Regions from separate parts of the Pan troglodytes genome. Here region 2 is linked to region 1. A link is a contact called in public HiChIP or PLAC-seq data. All regions are on one chromosome and are shown on one strand. The core of a region is the stretch at or near the end of the contact, and the rest is flanking DNA. Distances in the headings are between cores, read along the strand shown.

Evidence for each region. HiChIP or PLAC-seq counts read pairs in DNA pulled down with a chosen protein or histone mark.
Region 2: an H3K4me3 HiChIP or PLAC-seq map of stem cell-derived excitatory neurons shows a contact between it and region 1, with 17 times the contacts expected there. The contact joins the promoter of ADCY1 here to the promoter of RAMP3 in region 1. A contact is called at or near these places in 1 of 7 Hi-C or Micro-C datasets (stem cell-derived neural progenitor cells) and 1 of 1 datasets of contacts at active chromatin or transcription factors (stem cell-derived excitatory neurons).

What each region holds. Positions count from the first base shown.
Region 1 is chr6:51,025,577-51,028,350 of NHGRI_mPanTro3-v2.0_pri, forward strand. It overlaps RAMP3 (receptor activity modifying protein 3), which reads left to right and starts at 1,363. Exons shown (of 3, transcript XM_001151180.7): 1 at 1,363-1,471. The coding sequence starts at 1,414.
Region 2 is chr6:51,442,691-51,445,390 of NHGRI_mPanTro3-v2.0_pri, forward strand. It overlaps ADCY1 (adenylate cyclase 1), which reads left to right and starts at 1,344. Exons shown (of 20, transcript XM_519081.8): 1 at 1,344-2,151. The coding sequence starts at 1,513.

The sequences.
Region 1 (2,774 bases), core at 113-2,612:
AATTTCTTCAGTAAAAAAGCACAGAAAGTTCTGCTCCCGAATAAGGGTCTTGTTAAATAAAGTGGGTCTTTCTAAGCCAGGAGAAGGTCAGCTCAGCTCCTGGGAAGGTAGCAGTACCTACGGCTCAGAGGAGTGGAGGGCCCATCCATGTAGGAGTCTGGGCCTGTGCCCCAACCTCAGACCAGCATGTGCCCCCAGGGGTGGTGGGTGGGCCCTGGAGGGCAGAGAGGTGCCTCTAGCTGGCTCTCGGAAGTCCTGACCAGTGACAATTCTGAAGACACCATTAAGTGTCCACTGGAGCCAGGGCCTGTGCTAGGGGCTGAGGGTGACAGAGGTGACCCATCTGGCCAAGTGACCTGTGGCTGGAGAAACTGAGGCCCTCCTTCGCCTCAGGGACCCTGACAGTCTTCAAGGCCAGGTCTTTGGTGGTGCCAGATACTCTCCTGTCCCTTGGTTTGCTTGTGGCTTGGTTCTTGGTGTGTGATACGTCTCTGTGTGTGTAGTTGCCACACCCTCCAGTCTCTCTCATACACACTGTTTCCCAAGCATACACTCACAAACACACCTTGTCTCAGACTCAAACACACACATGCCACACACACACCATACATCACACACTCCATGCACACACATGCATCTACACACACCCCACATGCACATCACACACACGTACTCCATGAACAACACACACACGCACACACACACACACACACCCCAACCTCTTTTATGCACTTTCCTGACCTTTGGAGACCTGGCTCCTAGATGTATCTCTGCTCAAAGTTCCCCTCCCTGCCTGGGGGCAGCTCTGGACTCTGGTCTACTTTCGGCCAGGGCATACCTAGCCCACCCCCAGGTCCACCTTCCTCCAGTCTACCCCCAGCCTCCTCTAGGCCATCATCAGCCAGCGCTTCATCCTCACCTCAGCTCCCTCCCCGGTCTACCCCCACCCTCTGCCCCCCAGCCTGGACGGAAGTTCCCCAAGTCTCTCCAGCCTGCATCCCAGCCCACCGTCAGCCGGCCCCCACGCTCACCCCAGCTCACCTCCCAGTCTGCCCCTACAATCTGCTCCCAAAAAGCTCCTTTGCAGCTCAGCACCCCAGCCCCGCCCTCAGAGCCCATCAGCCGGCACCCCACCTTACCCCAGCTTGTCCCCAGCTCGAAACCCAGCCCTCGCCCCCCTCTCACCGCTGAGATTCCAGCCCAGACTCCAGCCGCCCCTATCCCTCCCACCCGGCGCGCCTGCAGGGACTGCACCCCACATCTGGAGGCAACGGGGCACGGCCGCAGGCGTGGTCTGGGGGTGCGGCCTGAGGGCGGACCCCCTGAGGCCCCGCCCCACCCCAACCCCAACCGGGCGTCCCCCAGCCGCGCCCCCAGCGGGACCGAGCGTGACCCAGCTGCGGCCGGCCAGCCATGGAGACTGGAGCGCTGCGCCGCCCGCAACTTCTCCTGTTGCTGCTGCTGCTCTGCGGTAAGGGGGCGTCGGCCCGCACCGGGGGCGCCCCCACTCCTCGGGGTTCACCGGACCCGGGTGGACCCGCGCCTTCCCGCACCTGCGCCGCGGTCCTTCCCTTGCCCCGGAGCTCGGGAGGGGCGCACAGTGACCCTGGCGGGATTCCCAGGCTCTGCGGGAGGGTTCCACCCGGGAGAAGCTGAAGGCGAAGGACTCTGGCGGGCAAGGGAGGCACAGGGCCCCCTCCGGGGTCTTCTGACGGCAGGGTCCGGCAGCCCCCGGTCCTCCTAGTTGTGATGTCCCCCCACGCCCCGGTTCTGGGGTCGCCTCAGGGTGGGCGAGAAGAGGTGGACCAGGTCTGGCTCTTTACCCCTTATCCCCCAGGGTGGGCTGTCTGTAAGGTAGTGAGCTCTCTGTCCTGGCATTGAGTGCCTGCCCACCACTCACAGGGGCGTGGGCGGGTGGACTCCGGACCGGGTAGCTGGTCCTCCCAGGGCCCCTCAGTGTGTGGACGCCTGTGTGTGTCCTGGAACTGGCTGAGAGGGGAAGCGGGGCGACTCTCTGAGCCATCCTCTCCTAATGCCTTCTTCGGCAAGAAATCAGGACTCCAGGAAGAGCCATTGCTCACAAAATGGAAATAGATGAAACTAAAACTTGTTTTGAAGTACCTTGCTAAAGAAATTATCCAAGAAAAAGTAAGAGAGAGAGAGAGAGAGAGAGAGAGAGAGAGAGAGAGAGAGAGAGAGAGAGAGAACGTGTGTAAAGGCTGTTGGGGAAGAGTGCTTGCTGAGGGCTGGGGTCCACTAAGTGGTGACTGAGCCTGGCCAGTTCTGGGGGGGACACTGGTGATGGAGGGCCCTGGCCTGGTGGTCCCCAGTTTCCCTGGCTGTAAGATGCAGAGTTGGGCCTGTTTTGATGATTTGGGATTTGGTACGGGAGGTGGGAAAAGGGTGGACCAAACTCAGTGGTCATTTTCCTTCCATTGAAGAGGTCTTGGTGTGCAGAACATGTGTGGCTTCATTGGGTGTTCCAGGGCTGGAGCCTAGGAGGTGGTGGATTTTGTGTTGAAGTGCAAAGGTGCATGGCAGCTTCTGAAATCAGGTGCATGGCAGCTTCTGAAATCAGGAGCATGCTGATTTGGGATTTCAGCAAACTTCCAGTGAGCGCCCCTTAGGTGGAGATCTTGGTCGCTATAGTGGAAGGAAGGTCCTCTCAATTCATTCTGGGAGAAGCTGAGGCTTTCCTGACCATCTCCAGTATCAAATTGAGAAGGACCACAGGCTTCCGCCTGCACAGAATCCCCCCTTAATAATCCTGTCTC
Region 2 (2,700 bases), core at 94-2,593, 420 kb after region 1:
GCTCTTTTACAAAAATGGCAATTTTGTATGGTTCAACCTGACACCAATTCCAGATAAAATGGAAATGCCTCAAATTCTAACCTTTGTTCTGTATAACAACACGTGGAATCCCTGAGAGTTAATGAATCCCTGGGGCATTTCTAAAATAGACCAATGCCTGGGCGAGATGCCTTAAATCCGGGTTTCTGGGAGTGGGGCCTTCTGCAGGGGGCCTAGCCTCCTGGTCTCCATTATTTCATGGGATCCCAGTTCCTGGTCTATCCATATTAAGGGGACGAGAAGCAGCCGGGATAACGGAGGAGGCAGGGGTTCTTGCAGTGGCTACTCCTCTCTAGGCCCCTTGGAGGGAGCTGATCATGAGAGATCCTCACTGTAAGGGGGATGCAGGCAGCCCAGGGGCCGTCTGAGCACCAAATGACATCATGTACTTGAAGCACCAGCACAAAGTTGTCTCCCTCATAGTGAATGAATGTAAGCAGTGGAATTCGACTCGCGGGTTTTAACCCCCATGGGCCAGCGGGTCCTTCCCTCCCAATTGTCCTGCTAGAAGAAAACGTTTCGCTCTCTCTCGGGTATCCAGCTAATCGTTAAGGCAAACAGCAGCGCCCCTTTTCCTTTCATCTCTTGCCCCATTTCTGCACCTACAGCCTCACACCTTCTTCCCGGGACACAGCACTGCCAGGAGCCCATCCTGGTTCAGTTCAGTACCCAGGAGGAATCCCTCGGGCCGACTCCCAGGACTTTGTTTCTTGGACTTCACCACCTCCGCCTCCCCAGCACAGCTCCCGCAGCCCGCACCCGCCCACAGGGTCTCCGCGACCCTAGAGCTTAGGGAAGAATTGCCGAGGGGCGGGGGGTCCCTCATGCGCATGGAAGGGACGTACGCCCCAGGCCTCCACCTTCCTCCTGATCCCGGGGATTCTTGGACGTCGATTCTCCGTCTCGTAGGGGCGAGGGCCCTGGGTTCGCAGTCAGACGCGGGCCCCTCTCAAATCTAGTGGCCTGGTTTTATTGAGGGGGGGAAGGCACATATTTTCCAAGATTAACTGCCCCGCAACAGGGAATTTCGCAGGATTTCAGTATTTTCGACTCCCCAGGTGACGCCAAGAGGGTGGGTTCCACTGTGCACGGTGGGGAAACTGAGGCTCGGAGGGGACAAGGAGGGTACTCGAGGTCACGCGGCTCCTCCGGCGGGCGGGAACGCAGGACGCGGAGTTGGGGCGCGGGCTGTGCGCGCCCAGGTTCGCGGCTCCCGGGGCTCGGCTGTCGCAGCGCGGTCGCCGCCGAGGACCACGGTCGGGGCGCGGGCGGGCTCCAGTGCGCAGGCGCGGCGGGCGGGAGGGGACGCGCTCCGGGCGCGCGCGCGGGGCAGCCGGCGCCCCAACTCCGCCCGCCCCGCGCCCCGGCGCCTCGCCGCCCGCCGCCCGCCCGCCCCGGCGCCGCCGCCCGCGCCCCGGCGCCCCGGGCCGGCGAGGGGCGCGCCCGCGGCCGCGGCCGCTGCATGGCGCTGAGATGGCGGGGGCGCCGCGCGGCGGAGGCGGCGGCGGAGGCGGCGCGGGCGAGCCCGGGGGCGCCGAGCGGGCGGCCGGGCCAAGCCGCCGGCGCGGGCTCCGGGCGTGCAACGAGGAGTTCGCTTGCCCAGAGCTGGAGGCGCTGTTCCGCGGCTACACGCTGCGGCTGGAGCAGGCGGCCACGCTGAAGGCGCTGGCCGTTCTCAGCCTGCTGGCGGGCGCGCTGGCGCTGGCCGAGCTGCTGGGCGCGCCGGGGCCCGCACCCGGCCTGGCCAAGGGCTCGCACCCGGTGCACTGCGTCCTCTTCCTGGCGCTGCTCGTGGTAACCAACGTCCGGTCCCTGCAGGTGCCCCAGCTGCAGCAGGTCGGCCAGCTGGCGCTGCTCTTCAGCCTCACCTTCGCGCTGCTCTGCTGTCCTTTCGCGCTGGGCGGCCCCGCCCGGGGTTCCGCCGGGGCCGCTGGGGGGCCAGCGACCGCCGAACAAGGGGTTTGGCAGCTCCTTTTGGTCACCTTCGTGTCCTATGCCTTGCTGCCCGTGCGCAGCCTGCTGGCCATCGGCTTTGGGCTCGTGGTGGCTGCGTCGCACTTGCTGGTCACAGCCACCTTGGTCCCCGCCAAGCGCCCACGTCTCTGGAGGACGGTAAGTGCAGCCGCGCACCCCTCATCTGGTCTCGGACACACTTGCTGGGACGATGCTGGGATTGCCCGGAGTCGGGCGCGCTTTTTCCTATGCGGCGGGTGGGGACACTGAGGCTCCGAGTGGGGGTGTGTTCAAGGTCACTCTTGCGAGTTGGGGACGCAGTCGGGGCTGGCACCCTCCGGCCAGGGCTCTCTTCAGAGTTACAATCCACGAAGCGCCCCTGGCGTGAAGTGTGGAGAGGGGAGACAGGTGTGGAGAGAGAAAGGTTTGGCCAAGGTCAGGGAGCTGATGAGCGGCCAGACGGCGGCCAGAGGGTTCCGCCGGTCTTTTGCCGCACCCATCTCCACAGAGGGACTGAAAGTGGGCGAGGAGAGCAGACCCCCAGGGCAAGCTCCAAGGCCGACTCTGCGCGCAGCGCTGGGCTCTTCCCTTGCGCACCTAGAGCGCGTGCTGGGCTCGCCTCCCAGCCCTGCGGACCCGAGGGGAGTATATGGGTGGTGGGAAAGGACTTCGGCTCTTCCAGCCTTGCTGGCCACCCTACTGTGGACC